2 separate regions of the Zea mays genome follow, and region 2 is linked to region 1. Evidence: chromatin contacts called from public Hi-C data. All regions are on one chromosome and are shown on one strand. The core of a region is the stretch at or near the end of the contact, and the rest is flanking DNA. Distances in the headings are between cores, read along the strand shown.

Evidence for each region. Hi-C and Micro-C count contacts between places; a contact is called where the count stands out from the background.
Region 2: a Hi-C map of tassel shows a contact between it and region 1, with 2.0 times the contacts expected there. The contact joins the promoter of LOC103631945 here to the enhancer-like site in region 1. A contact is called at or near these places in 4 of 25 Hi-C or Micro-C datasets (bundle sheath, endosperm, leaf and 1 more).

The regions. Positions count from the first base shown.
Region 1 is chr7:5,420,393-5,423,434 of Zm-B73-REFERENCE-NAM-5.0, forward strand. No RefSeq gene overlaps it. Among protein-coding and RNA genes, the nearest start is that of LOC103631943, 81 kb to the right of the region's middle. Within about 2 kb of position 1,594, at least 9 of the 20 cell types and tissues checked have an H3K27ac peak or open chromatin away from gene starts, as enhancers often do. A contact at or near this core is called in leaf and tassel, where this site is marked.
Region 2 is chr7:5,565,224-5,568,265 of Zm-B73-REFERENCE-NAM-5.0, forward strand. It overlaps LOC103631945 (glutaredoxin-C9), which reads left to right and starts at 1,620. Exons shown (of 1, transcript XM_008653797.3): 1 at 1,620-2,587. The coding sequence starts at 1,861. The coding sequence ends at 2,340.

The sequences.
Region 1 (3,042 bases), core at 344-2,843:
TCTGTTTGCTCGGAAACTTAGATCATCAATGTCAAGATCTTCACCAAATCAAGTTATCCTACCTCACTGAAGATCGGACCTTGTCTTATATCAGGTCCTATGTTCCTTTAAGCACCACGCACCGATGACCAAGTGTATTATATGATATTATTACAATACAGATGAGGAGTATGTCGCCTAAACATGATGCATCCATGGTTATACATACTCCGGCCTGCCGGTGTAAATTGGAACAAATTAAAGATTCTGTCTATAGATAGAGTACATGCAGTAATCCAGCTATAGCTGTCGGTGTAGACTGACTTGCATTGGTCGGAGCTCACTGTTATTACTACTAGCATCAAGCAACAAATTAACGGGGCATCTGGTCATGCATGCATGATGCATATGTGAACCGGCTAGCAAGTCTTAGAATATATTCAGTTGGATCGGTTGGCCTTATCTAACTTCATGTGTGCCATCATGCACGGATTCGTTTAATCTCCTCCTCTATCTGGTTTGTTTTTCTCTGTGCATATATACTCTTTAATTTCTTAGCGTAAACAGTAGGGAAGGTATATATGCATAGACCATATATGACAGTATGAGCAAGATGAGGGTGCGTGCCCTGCAAGCGACCGAAAAGGTTATCGCATGTGACTGTTGACGACGTTGGTATATATATTCATGATGTATTATTATGGATTTGCCGGGAGTGGGAGATAGACGTTGATATGATTGTGTGGGCTAGACTTCCTACTAGAGACTCTAAACCCTCCTCTGTTTTAAGAAAATTTCATTCTCTATAGTCTTTAATTGTGTCCTCTAAAACCTTCTCTTAGAGGGCACTTCTCCATTCTCTCCATATAGAGTCTCCCTCCTCTCATATACTTATTTTTTATACTCTAAACAATGGATCGATGAAGCAAGATTAAAATATGTACAAGACATTTGAGGGTATAAAAAATACGCGAAATATAGAGAACGTTGTTGAAGAGTGATGAGATATAGAGGAGACAATTTTTTAGGGCTCATTTGTTTCCCTTCATTTTGAGGAATTGGAATTTAACTAATAGAGTAGGCTATTTTTTTTCAGTATATGTGATATTCCACAACTTTCCAAAATGTATATATAAGTATATCTCAAATTCATGGTGTGAGAGATGAAAATTAATTCTATAGATTTACATGCTACTTTTCTAATGTACAATTTATAAAACATTCTTCTACTTGTTTCTCTATAACATAAATGTAGTGTATAACTATCTATCTGATATAATTTATGATAACATACAAATATATTACATAAATAAATATATTAACTCAATTAGTTTTATTTAAATTATAATTATTAGAATAGAATTTAATTCTAACGAAACAAACGGGTTCTTAGAGAAACCTGTAAAAAATAGATATAGAGAAGAGGTATAGAGAACATAATTGGAGCACAGGTTTCATGAGAGGGAAGAGGGAAATTATATACAGAGTGGGCCGGGGCGTGCATGCATGATGGCAGTGCGAGTGCCCAGTGCATGAGCCCCATCCAGATCGAGTCAACTCCAACTGCGACGTGTGCCGATTGCCGAGAGCCCGATACGCAGTGTGGCCGGCATGGAGCAGTGAGTGCAAGTGTGCAACCACGCACTGTGCAGCACATGCAGCAGCGACGGTGCATCACTCTCAATAGTAACGTGCGACCAAATAATTAAATGTGCAGTTTGACACTCTGAATAATGTATATGCAGTCTAGTGATGGATGCAGAAATAGATAAAAAAAATGGGCTGAATTATAGATTGAGAAGATGTACTAGAGATGTCCATAATGCGAATGAATAGAGCCGCCACACAGAGGATGTGCAAATTGCAAACATGTGGGTTGTTGTGTGTCGTGCGTGTGGGTGATGGTCTGATGGGTATGTGCAGCCTACTGTTATACGCGTGCATCTTGTAACCGTGAACTTTCTTTGTATGACTATGCTAAAATTACTATAGGACACTAAGTGCTACCTAGGCCGCACGACACAGAGATGGTTCGTGAAGTTCCAACGGTTATATCTCTCCTTGAGGGCTATAGGACCCTAGCTAGCCATTTGAGTGGAGTGGGAGATATCAAATGCATCAAGAGAGTTTATGCTCAGTTTCAGTAGTTCTAGACATCCAAGTGCTCAAAGAATCACTTGGTGAGTAGGCTAGGTGTTTAGTGAAGTGTTTAGATTAGTTTGACAATTATATAGCGTTTTCTTTAGGGTTTAGGCTAAATGTTTGAGCCATGTTAAAATACCTCTTATCCCTTGGTGCTTGCACACTCCATTATAATTGTACCTAAGAAGCTTGTACTCTTGTGAGATCACACCAACTATGTTTTGTGGTGTGGTTGACACTATGTACTAGAGATAACTACGTCCACGATATTTTTGCTAGAAACTTGATAGTGAAGACAATGAGAAACAGTTTAGGAGAGTATATTCTGGAGACTCACTTGTGTGTGGAAAAGTTTCGGGGCTATCCATGGAGTTACCTGATCGGGAGTTCGGCCCTTGTGTGGGCATCCTTGCGAGGGGCTCCAATGAGGACTAGGAAGAAGTTGTGTTCCTCTCGATACCTCGATAAAAGTATTGAAATTATTAGATGGAGTTTGTGTCTTTATCGCCTTTTAGTTTCTGTATTTATATTGTGTACCTTAGTTGTGTGTTTTATCTACCTAGTTTAGTTGATAGTTTTGAGACCTAGATTGCATAACTCTTTGTGGTAGAGATAGCAACTCACTTATAGTCAAAATCATAGTTGTACATGGATAGATTATTTGTTGCTTATGTTTGTCTAGGAGAAATTAGGGGCCTTAGTTTGTGAAATAGATTGCCTAATTCACCCCCTTTTAGGCATCACAGTCCCTTCAGAGGCACAAACCATCAAACCCCTCAACGATACTCTACACTCCCTCTATGATCTCTAGACAAGTCACCTTCAGTCCTCGACTGCTCGATCACCAAGTCCTATAGCTTCTATGCTTTACGTGGTCAACCATTATCATGACTTGGTCAACACGGTCTACTCCTCCATATA
Region 2 (3,042 bases), core at 370-2,869, 140 kb after region 1:
AGGTGCGATGGCGTACTATGCGACGTGTGTACTACCACCTGCATGCGGCGAGGAGAGGGGAAAGGGCACACAACAGAAGCGCACAAGCGGATGGCGTCAAACAGGCACGCTGTACTGTACGCAGCGGTAGTAGCCAGTACTAGCTAGCTGGGTCTCTGCATGCATCCATCGGCATCGGCGCGCGGCGCCCGCGACGGCGACGGCGACGGAGGCGAGCGAGATCGATCGAGTCGGTATGTGGTTGCATTCGTCCGGCCCGGAGAGAAAGACAAGGAGAAGAAGCGCGGCACAGGGCGCGGTGTCTGTGTATGTCTCTGTCTCGGGTCAGGTCGATCAGGTACGTCGATCGACGATCAGGGTTCAGGGTAGGTAGGTGGTGGTCCACGTACGTCGTCGTCCTCGACCTCGATCTACCACAAAGCAATGAGAAAGCAAGGGGGAGTAGTAGTGCGCGGCGCACTGGATCCCGTACGCGTGCATGCTAATGCTATGCTGTGCGCACACGCACCGGGCCGTACGTGGTCACGCACGCCGCGCGGCCGGGACATGCCATATGGCCTTTGTCCCGCGCAGGCTCTCTGGCAGTCTGGCTCGAGGTGGTCGAGGCCGGGGCGGGCGGGCGGGCGGCGGCGGCGGGCGAGCTGGGTGTCGCGGTCGCGGGCGGACAGAGGGGCGGCTGTGCTGTGTGTGTGTGTTCCGCGCCTGGCCGCTGTGTGTCCTGGCGACTGGCGTGGCGGCTGACGAATTCGCGGGACGTGGCGTTGTCGGCTCCGTGTCGGCGGCCGAACCACCACGAATCACTGACGTATCTCGTCTCCTCTCTCCTCTAGACTCCCACGATACGGCCAACGAAGTGTATGTACATATATACCCATGGTCATATGGCAACAAACGCCAACGCCAGCAGAGCACTGCCCGGCGGCCTTTTTCCCATCTCTCTCTCTCTCTCTGATGGCCTGATGGGGTGTGCATGCCTGACTGACTGATAGATAGATAGATGGTCAGGTCCGTCTGATCCTCATCGGCCTAGCTCACCCCACGCGAAAAAAGCCACTGCTGGCTGGCGCCCAGTTGCGCTTGCAACAGTCACTTTAACGAGCCCCGTCCTTGCGTTTGCCCTCCTCGCTCTGCCCCTGCCGCCGCTGCGTGGTGGTGCTGGTGCATGAGGCAGGCGTCGTACTAGTGCATGCAATGCAACCGTAGGAGTGCGTTGCGTACCCTGGTCTGTCCCTGCGGCCTGGCCTGCCGCCCTTGTTCGTTGCGGATGCGGGGGGTGCCGGGTGGGTACTGTACTGTACTACTGGGTAGAGAGAAGTAGATATAGATAGATAGAGAGAGAGAGAGGTCGGTCACCCCGGGCGCGGGACACAGCCTCTGCGAAAAAGCGATCCATGTCGCGCCTAGCTTTGACCCGGAACGGATCCCCCAACCAGGAACCAGCAGAGCAGGAGGGCCAGGCCACCACCTCTCGCCATTCCATTCCCGGTCCTAGCTAGTCCTGTTCTGTTCCTGTAGCAGTAGCTACGGTACTACGAGTCCTCCTCGACGTCCCAGGCACTACTCCACTCCACGCAGCAGCAGGCAGCGAGCATCTCTCGACCAGATGCATACAAGCTACACCCTCCTCGGCTCCGATCCTACCCATGCCGGCCCAGGCGGCCTATAAAAGCGCACCCCCGGCCCGTCTTCCTCCCACTGCATGCCCATTGCCCCCCCGGCCTTCGCCGTGCCAACGACACACCTCATCACCGGCCGGAACATTCCACGACCGAAGAAACCAGTCCCTAGCTAGTCCACGCACGACCAACAAGGCAGGCGAGCGACGACAGTCCAAAGCCTCCAAGAAGAAGAAGAACGAAGATGCTGCGGATGGAGGTGCAGCAGCAGCAGCAGGAGTCGGGAGTGAGCGGCGGCGTGGTGGCGGACGCGGCGGCGGCATCCGGGGCGGATGCCGCGCCGACGACGACGACGATGGTGGCCGCGGCGCCGCACTCGGCGTCGGCGCTGGCGGTGTACGAGCGGGTGGCGCGCATGGCGGGCGGGAACGCGGTGGTGGTGTTCAGCGCCAGCGGCTGCTGCATGTGCCACGTCGTCAAGCGCCTGCTGCTGGGCCTCGGCGTCGGCCCCACCGTGTACGAGCTCGACCAGATGGCCGCCGGCGGCGGCGGGGGCAGGGAGATCCAGGCGGCGCTGGCGCAGCTGCTGCCGCCGGGCCAGCCGCCCCTGCCCGTCGTCTTCGTGGGCGGACGCCTCCTCGGCGGCGTCGAGAAGGTCATGGCGTGCCACATCAACGGCACCCTCGTCCCGCTCCTCAAGCAGGCCGGCGCGCTCTGGCTCTGATCGCGCCGCCGCCGTCGTCGTCGTCGATCGGCCACTGCAACAGTGTGTGTGTGTGGGTGTCCATCTCCGTGCATGCGATCGATCGCTGCCCCTTAGACCTTAGTTAGTTACTCACTTACTACCTTAGCTTGCGTTTTAATGTAACCTCTACTAAGCTAGCTAGCTCTTGTTCTGTTCCGTGCCCATGCATGAGAGAGATCGAGTAATGCTGCAATCGCCTGCTGCAATTAATGCAGCAGCGCACGACGTCGCCGATATATGATGGTGCATCGATTATTGCACTCCGATCCATGGATATCATCGATCTTAACCGGACGTGGACGTACGGTGCCCCGGCCGGTGCAGGCAGATCGAGGAGGGCGGCGGCCGGCGATGCCCCCGGCTGAGGTCACAGAGCAGCAGCCGGGGGCCAGTCAGCAGCCTTGTAAAAGCGTACGTACGTACGTACGTCGTCGAGACATCAACGACGTACGGGGACGCAACGCAACGCAACCAGCCAAAACGGGATCGTTCGAACTAGAGCAAGACGTACGTACGGCTTTTGATGAGCTGGCGGTGTTAGACTGTTAGACATAAAAAAATACATAATACTATAATAAACATACAAGCTATCCATGGTTTCTAGCTTTATGCATGTTGGGGCTGCACTAATGACCATAGTAATTCGCTCATCAAGTGTTGTGAGGTACCATGGAAACTTCA